Linked DNA regions of Mustela erminea: region 2 is linked to region 1. A link is a contact called in public Hi-C data. All regions are on one chromosome and are shown on one strand. Each heading gives the region's core, a stretch centred on a gene start, on an enhancer-like site or on the middle of the called end of the contact. The rest is flanking DNA. Distances are from core to core; before and after follow the strand shown.

What was found. Hi-C and Micro-C count contacts between places; a contact is called where the count stands out from the background.
Region 2: a Hi-C map of fibroblasts shows a contact between it and region 1, with 2.0 times the contacts expected there. The contact joins the promoter of ATAD2B here to the promoter of SF3B6 in region 1. A contact is called at or near these places in 3 of 3 Hi-C or Micro-C datasets (fibroblasts, skeletal muscle and spleen).

Annotation. Positions count from the first base shown.
Region 1 is chr7:123,216,126-123,222,882 of mMusErm1.Pri, reverse strand. SF3B6 (splicing factor 3B subunit 6) reads right to left here and starts at 3,658. Exons shown (of 4, transcript XM_032353185.1): 1 at 3,479-3,658. The coding sequence starts at 3,508. TP53I3 (quinone oxidoreductase PIG3) reads right to left here. Exons shown (of 6, transcript XM_032353177.1): 4 at 6,615-6,757; 5 at 5,558-5,754; 6 at 4,293-4,565. The coding sequence ends at 4,383.
Region 2 is chr7:123,358,035-123,364,791 of mMusErm1.Pri, reverse strand. It overlaps ATAD2B (ATPase family AAA domain-containing protein 2B), which reads right to left and starts at 2,630. Exons shown (of 28, transcript XM_032353194.1): 1 at 2,017-2,630. The coding sequence starts at 2,232.

The DNA.
Region 1 (6,757 bases), core at 2,409-4,908:
ATCAAGACTCGCATCAGGCTCCCTGCTCAGTGGGAAGCCTGCTTCTCCCTCTCACATTCTCCCTGCTTGTGCTCCCTCTCTCTCTCTGTCAACTAAATGAATAAAATCTTAAAAATAAATAAATAAGTAAAAATAAATTCTCACAGTAAAAGCAAACAAAACCCCCACATAATAGTCAAGAATAAGAATTATTTTTAAAAGATTATTATCTGATATTCCTGAAAATGGCATTCTTTTCAGAAAAGCAATGGGCACTAGTTTTAGGGAGGACTATTAGTAGGAACTAGTAAGGGCTACTATAAAACCCAGGCATCCAGGGGTGCCTGGGTGGCTCAGCAGGTTAAGCTGCTGCCTTCGGCTCAGGTCATGATCTCAGGGTCCTGGGATCGAGTCCCGCATCGGGCTCTCTGCTCAGCAGGGAGCCTGCTTCCTCCTCTCTCTCTGCCTGCCTCTCTGCCTGCTTGTGATCTCTCTCTGTCAAATAAATAAATAAAATCTTTAAAAAAAAAATACCCAGGCATCCAGTCACTGCAGTTAAACAAGGATTTTCAACCTCATTTAAAAGTCCTCAATGCCTCAGACGTATATGGGAAAGAACGAAGGGAACTGTTCTTGCTTCCAAGACAATGAAACTCCCATTGATGACTCTTATCTGGTCTTTTTATGTTGCATCAATAATATCTTCCCTCTCTTGAATTTACAATTTTTCCTTCATCCTTGGCTTCTATTCCCTAGGTGAGCACTGCTTATGTCCTGACAATTGTCATGCCAAAAAAAAAAAAAAAAAGTCACTTGTATCCCTCTTCCTTTGCTCAACAAATATTTACTGAGCACCTTCTTTTGCACGTATCAGGCAAGGGAAAAAGCAAGGTTTCTGCCTTCCCTGAACTTACCAGCTCCCTACTTACTACCCTATTTTGCTTTTTTCTTTTCTTTCAGTCAAGCATCTGGAAAGATCTATACTCACTTACTTCATAATCTTTACTTCACTGACACTCATCAACCTACCACAACCCAGCTTCTACCCCAGCACTGATGAAAATATTTTTATGCTAAGACCTTTAAAAAGGGGTAGAAAGGGGTACAGGGAGAGAATCTCAAGCAGACTCCGTGCTGAGCGTGGAGCCCACCATGGGGCCAGATCCCACAACCTTGAGATCAAGACCTCAGCCAAAACCAACAGCTGGGTGCTTAACAGACTGCACCGCCCAGGCACCCTGGTAGTAACTTTATTTTTTTCTTTTTTAAAAAGATTTTATTTATTTGACAGAGAGAGAGATCACCAGTACGCAGGGAAGCAAATGGGGCAGGGGGAGGGGGGGAAGCAGGCTTCTCACGGAGCAGAGAGCCCGTCATGGGGATTGATCCCAGGACCCTGAGATCATGACCTGAGCTGAAGGCAGAGGCTTTAACCCACTGAGCCACCCAGGCGCCCCGCATTAAGACCTTTTAACTTCAGTGTTCAATTGTCGTCACGCTTAACTTCTGAGGCTTCTGACAGTGTTGACTATTTTTGGCACTTTTACTTCCTACCACTCTGGCTAGTTCTTCTCACTCTTATTTGCCATTAAAATATGCTCTTCTACAGAGTTTTACTTTTAGACTCCTTTTTGACTCTTTGTATAACTCTCCTTAATTCTACACTCTTTGATCTCTTAATCACACAGATGGTTTCCACAGTAAGTTGATGACTCTCAAATATATATCTCCCATCCTGAGTTCACTCCTGTGTTTTTATTAACATATTCAATTACATACTGGATTGTATGTAATTGAATACAATCCAATTGTATTGTATTGTACTTGTACAATACAATGTACAAGTACATTTGCTCAAATGTACTTCTGCTCAAAAACTATTTGCTCAAAAACTATTCAACTGGCAGCTTTTTAAGGTATTACGCTACGTGTTGTATAAGAGGAAAAAGAGGATACTTATTCCCCGTCCTCAAACTAGTAGTGGTGACAAATGGTCAACAAATAAGTACAATAAAGTTTTAGATTTAAGATTTCGGACTGAGTTCAAACAGACAATCGACACTTCCAATTATAATACACTTCTCCCATAAATCTGCTTTCTCACTCTATACGATACTGTATCACACTTTCTTTCCTCAAACCTTACCGCCACCACTCCCTCTAACATCTGAGTTCCATTGTAACCTCTTCCTTGCCTATCCTAGGAACTGATCTTGCCTCTTGCTTACTGAAGAAAATATATATCACCAAATGGTAAGTACCTTATATTCATGTCACTAAACCCACCGATCTAAATTCATCCATATCCACCCCCTCTTCCTGTCATCCTCTACTCAAAAACCTTCACTCCTGGGCGCCTGGGTGGCTCAGTGGGTTAAGCCGCCGCCTTCGGCTCAGGTCATGATCTCAGGGTCCTGGGATCGAGTCCCGCATCGGGTTCTCTGCTCCGCGGGGAGCCTGCTTCCTCCTCTCTCTCTCTCTCTGCCTGCCTCTCTGCCTACTGGTGATCTCTCTGTGTCAAATGAATAAATAAAATCTTAAAAAAAAAAAACAACAACAACAACAAAAAAAAAACCTTCACTCCTGAACTTACCTCATCTTTCTCCCACATCATCAATTTCTCCCATTCTACTGGATCATTCTCAGTGACACACAAATACACCTTATATAAACTCAACTATTATTCAACCTCTGTGCTCCCTATTCACATGAAAACTTGAAGAGCCATCTCTATTTTCTTAACTTCCAACCTCTTTTCATCCCTCTGCAACCAAATTTTCACCCACTGAAACGATCATCAGTAGGGTCACCAAAATAATGCATCTCACCAAGTCCAATTTTCTGTCTTCATTATCCTATACCTCTCAGCCTTACAGCTGACCTACCCTCTTTTCCCTGAGACAGTTTTTCTTAGGTTTCTATAATACCCCATTCTCTAACAAAAGAATGTGAACAGAAGGGCTTTTCGTTTATTCACTGTTGTATCCCCAATACCTGGATTAGTGTCAGGCACACAGTACATGTTCGGTAAATTTAACCTCTGAATTCTTCCCTATCTCTCAATTCCGGCACACAGTAGGTGCTCAAACATATTAAGACATTAATGAAAAATCCAAAACACTCCGTGACTTTAGGAGAATCCCAGGCTTTGGTTGCCTGTGAGATATTAGATTACTTATTGCAGACTAAGTTGTGCTACTGACTTGGGGTCGTAGGTCGTAGGTGCTGATCAAGCAACAAATGCTGTAGGACTGACACCAGAGTAAGAAACCGAGGGAACTCTCAAAAGGGTTGGAGCCGGAACTGTGGCTCAAGGAGCATATCCGCAAGGACAGGGCCAGGATGGAACTGCCAGTATTAGGACAGTAAGTTCGGGGCTACTCTGGCCTGGGGAACCGAGCAGGGGCAAAATACACAGTTCCACGCCGTTAAGAAAGTCCAGGAGCGAGGTCCACCCCCCACCCCGCCCCATTCTTCTGCTGAATGCCCGGAAACTCACATTCGCCCTCTTGGCCGCTTGCATCGCCATCTTGGCGGGATGATAAAGTTACTGCAACAAACACTGGAATTCCTCCGGACACCTCCGGAGCTCGCTCTACTGGACCGCCACACGGCCTCCAACTCAGGACATCAACATCCAACCTCCGCCGGAAGCTTTACTACACGCCGGATGATCGCCCTCTTACGTCCAGACGTGCTGACGTAATGTCCCCTTTCGAAAAGACTCCGGCGCCGAAGGAATCTGAAACGAAAAGAGACGACGGTAAAATGAAAGGCGAGCGTTGAAGACCATTTTACGAGCCGCACCGGAAAGGGCGGGGCCTGGGTTAAAGAAGGGGCGGTGTTCCTGTCGAGGAGGCCCTGAGCGGAGGATCCGGCCAGAGGGGCGGGGCCTAGGAGAGCGGGACGAGGTGGGGCCGCCCCCAGGTGAGTTGCGGGGGGATAGGGTGGGTCCTGACGTGGGACCGGCCTCGATGAGGCGCGCGGGGCGGGGATGTAGGCTGGTGGGTGGGCCCGGGCTGCTGGCGCTGCGCAGAGAGGCTTTCGGGGGTTGTGGCTCGTTGTATGGTGGCTGACGCTGTTCGTTCGGTATCCGGGACCCCCGGCCCCGGACCAGCCCGAGTTGCGCACCCACTGTCCCGGCCTTTGCTGTAATCCCTGCGACAACTGCGGTCGCGCCTCCCACCCCACCCGCGCCGCGGCGGCCCAGGCCGCGGTCTGGGGCCGCCGCAGTGAGAGGGCAACCCTTCAAATCTACTCTTTATTTCATTCGATTGTTTTTACACGAATCCGTAGGCGAGACCAGGGGAGGGCCAGGAGGTTACAGGGCGGCTTGGAGTGGCACCCGATCTCTTTCCCGCGTCCTATGGACTTTCTCCAGTTTGTCCTGGGAAACTTGTCCTTCACTGCGGCAGTTCCAGGACGATTTTGCCCACGTTCTTGTTACTCTCCATGTATGCATGGGCCTCTTGGATGGCAGTCACGGGGTAGACTCTGTCCAGCACGGGCAGTAGACGTTGGGGACTCTCCGTGGAGAAGTGGGGTAGGACTTGTTCTGTGAAAGCCTCCACCAGCCTTTGCTTGTACTTAAGATAAGGAAAAGAAGACATCAGCCTAGACAAAGACTTTACCTTGCCGCTCCCCATTCTCTTAGTAGCCTCTGTGCTCTCTCTGAAATGTGTACACACCTGAAGATGCACAGAGCATACCCACCCCCTTCACTGCCAGCATGTATGTGCATGCCCCCAAATGTATAATCTCTTCTGTACCAGGGAAAAAGCCTCAATCCTGTACTAAGATATTAGTGGCACTGGCAACACGACTGTTCTTAAAGGTTTAAAGCAGGTGGTGACCACAGACAGGATTTCTGTTGGCTCAGTTCAAAAGGGATGTTTAAGCTCTACTATCCCACAGGTGTGAAATACTCAGTGGGAAAACATTCCCCAGTCTGGCACCTGCTGGAGTCCCACATAGAGAAGATTTCAATAACATAATCTATTGAAGGCAGAACCTTAACTAACCTTATTCACCTTTCTTATCACACCGAGAAGAGTTTTCCTTTGAAGACATCTTGGCACTATTAGAAATGGGCGCCTGGGTGGCTCAGTGGGTTAAGCCGCTGCCTTCGGCTCAGGTCATGATCTCAGGGTCCTGGGATCGAGGCCCGCATCGGGCTCTCTGCTCAGCAGGGAGCCTGCTTCCCTCTCTATCTCTGCCTGCCTCTCCATCTACTTGTGATTTCTCTCTGTCAAATAAATAAATAAAATCTTAAAAAAAAAAAAATTGTTTAAAAAAAAAAATGTATTTCCTAATACTGTCAATGCTTTGTTCATTCTGTTAGAAAATTTTAAATAACAGGTGAAATGTTCCCTACGTTCCAAGATGTTGAGACTTTCTATTGACTACTTTTAATTAGTTCTGTGAAAATGGTTACTTATTTATCCATGGGAGGGGGCAGGTTTCTACATAGGTGCTCTCACAGAAGACGTGTCAGATCTTCCTTTCTTGGAGCTACATAAGCGCACCACACTTTAGTGGGTAATAATTACATCACATTATCTTCTCACTCATCATTCACCTTTTTGTCCCTAGACCTCAGCAGAGTGGTGATCAGACTTCCTCGTTTAAAAAGTAGCTTTGAAAATAGAGGTCCACTGACGTCAGTTCCTCCCATCAGACCGTAGAGAATCCAGCGACCATCTAGAGCCAGGCAGTTGACGTTTTTCTCCCAGTAGGAGCCACCTATGCAGTCTAGAATAAGGTTGACTCCAGCACCTTTCACAGGAAACACAGATTTGTAATGCTCCTCAGACACAGAAGGCTTTGTGCAAAGTAAGATTCCATAGTATATTTGTGAATATATGGGTATATACACAGGTGGGATTGGTAAATCTGTAGCTTGGAACTAGAAACACTACTCATAGAAACACTGTTGTAGATGGAGTTTAGGTAACTGAACTTTATCATACATGTGTGCTATAATTCATGTTTTATGATTCCTAGCCACAGCAAGAGGGAAATGGGGCAACACCATGACCTGGTTTATCTCTCTTGATCCCCCTTAAGTACAAAACTCACAGTCACCCAGGCACGAATGAGAATAGAACAGGGGAGGTCTGCCCAGTCTACAGGACAGGCAGGTTTGCATCTAAATTATGAAATGTCTGCACTGGGTTATCTGAATCGTAGTTTTACAAGTATTCGTTTCACGTTTCCTTTTTAACTCATGCGAAAAATGGAAAGGGATAAGCCAAAAACAGACATATTTGGCTTGGGAATACAGAGGCTCACATCTTTAGAGAGCTATCATCCTAACCCTACTCTGACCACACCAAGCTCCTGTTAACTCATTGCAGAGTGACTCTGAAGAATGGCTCCTGGCTAATTCTAGTCCAACTCTCTCAGACTCATCCGGTTTCTAGAAAGCGTATGAATGCTATCCCTTACGAGAATGCACACAGAAACATTTTAGTCCTAACACTGCCTGCCTGTCTCCAGAGGTCAAACACCTGAATGCTAGAATTTGGCTGGGTAGCTGCTGTGTATTTAGCAGAGCACTGGCAAACTTCAGGCTGGTGAGGACTTGACTGAACCATCTCTGAAATTCCTGTTGGGCTGCAGGAGCTACTGCTTACCTTTGGTGAACTTCAGTGTTGCTTCAGAAAAATCCTCTTCTTTGTAATTGAATCCGGCTGCTGCTCCAAGCTTTTCTGCCATCTGAAGCTTGTGCCGGGAGCCAGCTGTGACTAGAGGAATAGCTCCAGCCATGCGTGCGAGT
Region 2 (6,757 bases), core at 1,381-3,880, 140 kb before region 1:
TATAACTTATCCACTTTTAAAGGACCGATGACAGGATTAGTAAATTTCTTAAATTTCTCAGAGAAAGCCATTAGATCATTCTATCACCTACTACAGCCAGAAGACAAGTCTAAAACAGAAAAACAAATATTTTAAAGTAAATCTTCATCAGCCTGTTATTTACAGCCTTTTAAAACATTTTCAAGGGATCCTTGAAACAAAGTTTCATTAGCATCCTTCTAGAAAAAGCTGTACTGCCTTTCATTCCTCCAGCCATTTAAAAGCTACCAAACATTCATTTCTACATTAGATTATTGATTCCTTGCCTTTTAACATCTCCGTAACAGCTGCTTGACAAATTACTTCACCTTATTCCTCAGGGGGTAAGGACAGCATGATATCCATGAATTCAAAAATGGGACCACAAACTGATCAGTGACAGATGAGCTAATTGCTTCAGATGAATTAGATACTGCTCTAATAGACTAGGCATTCAAACCATTATACTACAATTAAATGCTTACACTCTAAATATTTTTCTTGTACTTAGGTGTAGAAGACAGACCTTTCTTAAATTTACTTCCTTTTTAAAATATATGTCAGCTTCAGAAAGTCTATAAGCTTGTACACATTGGGAGTAATTTCTACAAAGTGCCAAGTTTTCAAAATAATTATTCTAAATAGTATGTACAACTTTCAGATTTAGCTTTCTTATTTCAACCTAAGAGAAGTTCGCCCCAAAAGAGTCTAACGAGACAGTTTTTTAAAATGTTTTCCAGACTTTTAGCAAAATAAAAACCAAATACATTTTCAGAGATACAATAAATATATTTCAGGCTAGTACAGAATAATGTATGATTATTTCCCTCAGTTCATTCTGATTAGTGTCTGAAGAGTCTGTGATAGAGAAAAAGCACACACAAACCATAATCTTGCAGACCCCATAGAAAATAAAATATTGTTTCCCTCCCACAATAACATAATGGTGTGAAATCAAAGGAGCATTTTAAATGAATAACCCTTTCCAACCAAATTAGTCTCAGTAAATTAGCCTCTTGCTAGACAGAAGCAATACTCTTTTCTGAATTCATAACCAATCTCCTAACACAAACTTCTCCATTCCCTTAAAGTGACAAAACAAGTGCTAGCTTAGAGTTTTATAAAATAAGCTCTTTCGACCACTTTTTTTTAAAAAAACTAAATCTCCAGCCTTCTTCAAATGTCACGTGTGCGACTGTGTGACCATCGTGTCAATTCACCTTCTATCAACTATTCCCATAACAAAAATGCAGACATCCAGGAAACCATACAATCTGAAGACAGTGTGTACAATCCAAAACATTCGACGTGCCCCTTTTGAGACTTGAAGCTCTACTGGAAAGCTCTCCTGGGTCCCTGCTAGAACCCTGGCTCGCTAGCTGGCTGATTCCCCAGCCACCAAAATCCTGCTTGATCTCTGCTGCCTGGAGAGGCGATAGCGTTGATTTTGTTTCTAAAGTTGGTGTCAGAGCAGCTCCAAACTTTTTTCAGCATCCCTGCCTGGCTGCCAACTGGAGCTCTCCGTTCACTTCCTCACCAACTTGAACCACCCCCAAACAGTTTGAGAGTAAGCTGGAGTTGAGACACCGGCAGGAGCTGACACACTTACAAGAAGGGTTTGACACCGCAGAAAACTTTCACTTCTCTTCCCCAGCCCTTCCACCCGGGGACTCCGGCCCTCCGCTCCGGCTTCCCTAGAATTCCCCTCTAAGGCACGGCAAGGACACGGAAAGCCGACCGTTCTGATGTCCCCGAAAAGACCCCCCAGAGCTCTCTCCCCCCACACTCCAGTCCTGTTCCTCACACAAAAGAGCCGGACCAGCAAAGCTGTCGCAGCCCTGCCTAGCCGGGTGCCATCCTTCACCGCACCCGCAGACCCGGTCCCCAGCCGCCCAAGCGGTCTCCGCTGGAGGCTTCCTGCCCTAACCCGGCCAGACAAAGCCCCGGCGGCCGGGCCGGCCCTCGCCAGCCTCCGGACTCGGGCCGCCGCGCTCTTACCCGGGCCTCTTCCAGAGCGACGCCGGCGCCACCGCTTCCCCCGGCCTTGGCGCCGGGGCAGCTGGCAGCGCGGGTCTTGGAGGAGCGGGTCCGAGAGGAGATGAAATGGCTGCTGCCTCCGGTCGCCCCAGGCTCTGCTCCGGCCCCAGGCCCAGGCCCGGGCCCAGGCGACTTCGACCCGAGAAGACGCAGAGAGCTCTTCCGGGTGTTCACCATGGTCCAGCCAGGAGGACGGGGTCCACACCGCGCCCGCCGCGCCCGGGAGAGCCAAGGAAGGCCGGCCCGCCGGCCGGGCAATCAGGGCCAGTGGAGCCGGGCCGGGAGAGACGAGCCGACCCGCACTCTGCGGAGCGTAGACGAGGACAGGCGAGAGTAGGGCAGAGGAAGAGAAGTAGGCGTGAGAAGGCAGAAAGCGGGAAGCGGGAGCGATGCTCCAGGCCGACAGCTCAGACCCTCCACCGGCTTCACCCTCCTCAGCGGGAGCCAAGCGGAGCCGCCATTTCTGCCCCTTTCTCTCTCGCTCTCGCTCTCGAGCTCCGTGCGTCAGGGATCCAGCGCCGCAGGGCCGACGAGACCGTGCTTCCGGCCGTGGCCGCTGCGGGGCGCTGCAAGGCTGGCCAGCCCTTCTCCTGCCTGGTTTCCCCCTCCTCTCCCTCCGCCCCTCGAGGAGACCCCGCCCAGCGGCGCGGCGTCAGCGCTCGGCGGCCCGAGAAGGGACGCTCTGGGCTGTGGGAGCTCTATGGTTTCCAGGTCTGGCTGGGCGTCCGGGAGGGGGATGGGACTAACCAGAAGGGGCTTGGGGGTGAGAGAGCGCAGGAGCTGTCTTTGGAATTCTCACTACCTTCCCGACCCTAGTACCCTAGCATCTGCACCATCGCCCCAGATGGGCTGCATGGAGTAAGGAACGACCGACAAAGGCGGGAGATAGACGGGAACACGAGGGCGCGGTGACCTGAGTTGGAAATCCCAGAGGTGTCTGAAGCAGGACACCGAACTTGAGTCTCACTTTTCGTGGCTGTAAAAATAAGACTCTAGTAGAATAGATCTATGCGGCTTCTGGCACGTGTGAAGTTTAAGGAAGTACAAACGCTAGGCCCCTGCGTCTGTATACAAAACAAGAAAGGGTCGTTTTCTGTATGTAACCTTAGCCAGGTAGATGAAAGAATCACAAAGAATGAATTCTTTCTCTTAAGAGTCTCCTTTATCACGGTCGCTCCCACCCGCGCAAGAATTACGAATATATAAAGCTGAACACAAAGTATAAAATTTGTGATTTAACTTTCAAGGTTTAAAACAATATGAAAATCTCTCCAGTAAAGTAGAAATTATGTTAATTTCACCAAAATTCTCGATATTTTCGCGATAGTCTGTTATTCACTGGGCTTAAATTCTTCCCGTTTGCTGCAGTAAGAACAATTGAAGGCTCAAGAAAAATCCTGTAAAAATACTCAAGCTGCATCAAAATTAAAGCATTCTGGCCATCTAAGCGCCGTCGTTGAACAAAACTTCGTCCAGCACCGAATGGAGGTAATAGTTCTGCTTGGAAAGAAGTATGGATGCCAGGATAATAGGCGAAGTCCACTTCCATTATTGCAACATACCACCCACCACTTAAAAACCAGCGTCTTATGGGTGTGGAGACCTTATAATGGAAACAGACCTGGTTTTCTTGAATCAGTTAGCTTTGTAGGAGACCCCTGAAGGGAATACAGTTTTCCTATAGAAAGAGGCTGGTTTAAAAAAAAAAAAAAAGTAATAGAGAGACAGGTTTTCGTTTGTATATGAAGTGTCCTGCATGCAAATTAGAATATGAAGGATTTGTGTGCTTTCCTCCCTGTTTTGTTTCTGTCTTTGTTTATATAGTCCTCCATTGAGAAAGCCAGATATGATTTGAGCTATTATTCTTGATGAGAGGGCAAAACACAAGCTGGCAGCCCATAAAGCACCCCCCCCCTTAAGGTACCATATGTATATATTTAATTTTCCTCAGGCACTAGTGGCTGCCTAACAACAGCAGGGGAAAAACAAATAGTCAACTGATAAATATCCCAGTTATGTAGGACATGAAACTTTACTATTTTTGTTTGTAGCTATGTTTTTGTCGTGTGTGTGGATTTTGTTTTGTTTTTTGGGTTTTTTTTTTTTTTAAGATTTAATTCAACTATTTGAGAGAGAGAAGAGAGAGCACATGAGCTAGGTAAGGAGCAGAAGGAAAAGCAGCCTCCTGGCAGAGCAGGGAGCCAACACCTGGCTCAGTTCCGGGACTCCAGGATCACAACCTGAGCTAAAACCCGTTTGTAGCTGTCTTAATGATTTACAAGAAAAACACAATCTTGGGGCACCTGGCTGGCTCAGAGGAGCATGTGACTCTTGATTTGGGGTCATGAGTTCGAGCCTCATGTTGGATATAGAGATTAAATGAAGCTTTTTTAAAAAGGAAAAGAGGGACGCCTGGGTGGCTCAGTCAATTAAGCTGCTGCCTTCTGCTCAGGTCAATCCCAGGGTCCTGGGATCGAGTCCCGCATTCGGCTCCTTGCTCAAAACAATTGGCTTGAGACTCTCTCACTCTCCTCCCACCCCTCCCCTCCCCAGACACCCCCCCCCACTTTCAGAAATAAATAAATAATATTAAAAGAGAGAGAGAGAAAAGAAAGAAAAGAAAAACAATCTTACTAATAGACCTCCAGGAACCTACAGACTCAACATCCTAGAGCCCTAAGGTCAACTTCACCTCCACAGGATACAAAACCCTATATATTTCGTCACTCCTCACAGTCACAATGCAACTCTCTTTACCCACAGGTCCTGTCCCCGTACTGTAATAAAGACACACCTTTTTGTACTGTAAAACATCTCAAGAATTCTGTCTTCACCATTGGGTTCAACAATCCCACATCAATAACCGGTACCATTTACTGTCAATAAATGTTCGCTCTGAACCCATCTGGTCTTGGGTACTCTGCCAGGCCAAGAAATAGGGAAATTTTTTTTTTTTAAATAGCAACACATAGTTCTGGCCCTCCAAATTACTTACAGGCAAGAGGGAATCAAGAAGACAAGCAAGAGGGCACCTGGGTGGTTCAGTGGGTTAAGCCGCTGCCTTCGGCTCAGGTCATGATCTCAGGGTCCTGGGATCGAGTCCCACATCGGGCTCTCTGCTCAGGAGGGAGCCTGCTTCCTCCTCCCTCTCTCTGCCTACCTCTCTGCCTACTTGTGATCTCTCTCTGTCAAATAAATAAATAAATAAATTTTTTAAAAGATTTTATTTATTTATTTGCCAGAGACAGAGGGAGAGAGAGTGAGTGAGCACAGGCAGACAAAGAGGCAGGCAGAGGCAGAGGGAGAAGCAGGCTCCCTGCCGAGCAAGGAGCCCAATGTGGGACTCGATTCCAGGACCCTGGGATCATGACCTGAGCTGAAGGCAGCTGCTTAGACAACTGAGCCACCCAGGCGTCCCAATAAATAAATAAAATCTTAAAAAAAAAAAAAAAAGGAAGAAGACAGGCAAGAAACCAGCAAGCTGCAATATAATGTGACTAAGAATGAGGCACAGACCTCTAATTCAAGCAGGGCCTTAAGGAAAGCCCTGAGATGGGGCATCTGGGTGGCTCAGTGGGTTAAAGCCTCTGCCTTCAGCTTGCATCGTGATCCCAGGGTCCTGGGATAGAGTACCATGTCGGGCTCTCTGCTCAATAGGAAGCCTGCTTCCCTTCCTCTCTCTCTGCCTGCCTCTCTGCCTACTTGTGATCTCTGTCTGTCAAATAAATAAATAAAATCTTAAAAAAAAAAAAAAAGGAAAGTCCTGAGATGCATCTTGAACCACCAAATAGAATAAGGGAATATTATGTACAAAAGAAAGGAAGACTTTAAAAAAAGAAAAAAAGGAAGACGTGAAGAAGATAACAAAGAGTTGCTTTTTTATCTGCAATATGAACCAGAGAAAAAGTTGATAAAAATCTGTTTTTAAACTTTGCTTAAAACTACATAAGTTGGGGCTGCCTGGATGGCTCAGTGGGTTAAGCCTCTGCCTTTGGCTCAGGTTATGATCTCAGGGTCCTGGGATTGAGCCCGGCATCAGGCTCTCTGCTCGGCGGGCAGCCTACTTCCCCCTCCCTCTGCCTGCTTGCCTCTCTGCCTACTTGTGATCTCTGTCTGTCAAATAAATAAATTAAATATTTTTTAAAAATCACTTAAAAGGAAAAAAAAACTAAATGAGCTGGTGGGACACCTGGGTGGCTCACTCAGTTAAGCATCTCCCTTCAGCTTAGGTCATGATCCCAGAGTCCTGGGATGAAATCCTGCATCAGGCTCCTTGTTCAACAGGGAGCCTGCTTCTCCCTCTACCTGCCACTCTGCCTGCTTGTGTTCTCTCATTCTCTGATAAACAAATAAATAAAATCTTAAAAAAAAAAAAAAAAGAAAGAAAGAAAAAAGGTCAAGACAAACCCCAGAACCTGCTCAAGTTAAAGCATCTAATTCAATCACCCTGCAAAATCCTGGTACAAAAGGATACACCCAAGTATAAGGACGAACTAGAAATAAACCTGCTAACCTTCCCACCACCCATCCTCAGGAAACTATGAGGAAAACTGCCTTTCCCAACATCTACACTAAGAATGAAGAGGAAAAAAAGACATCCCTTGAGAATTCAGAACAACGAAGTGGTCCTCAGATTTACAGCCTAAATTCACTAAATCTATTAGGTATGAAGAAACTTGGGACAATAACTTTAGTTATACAG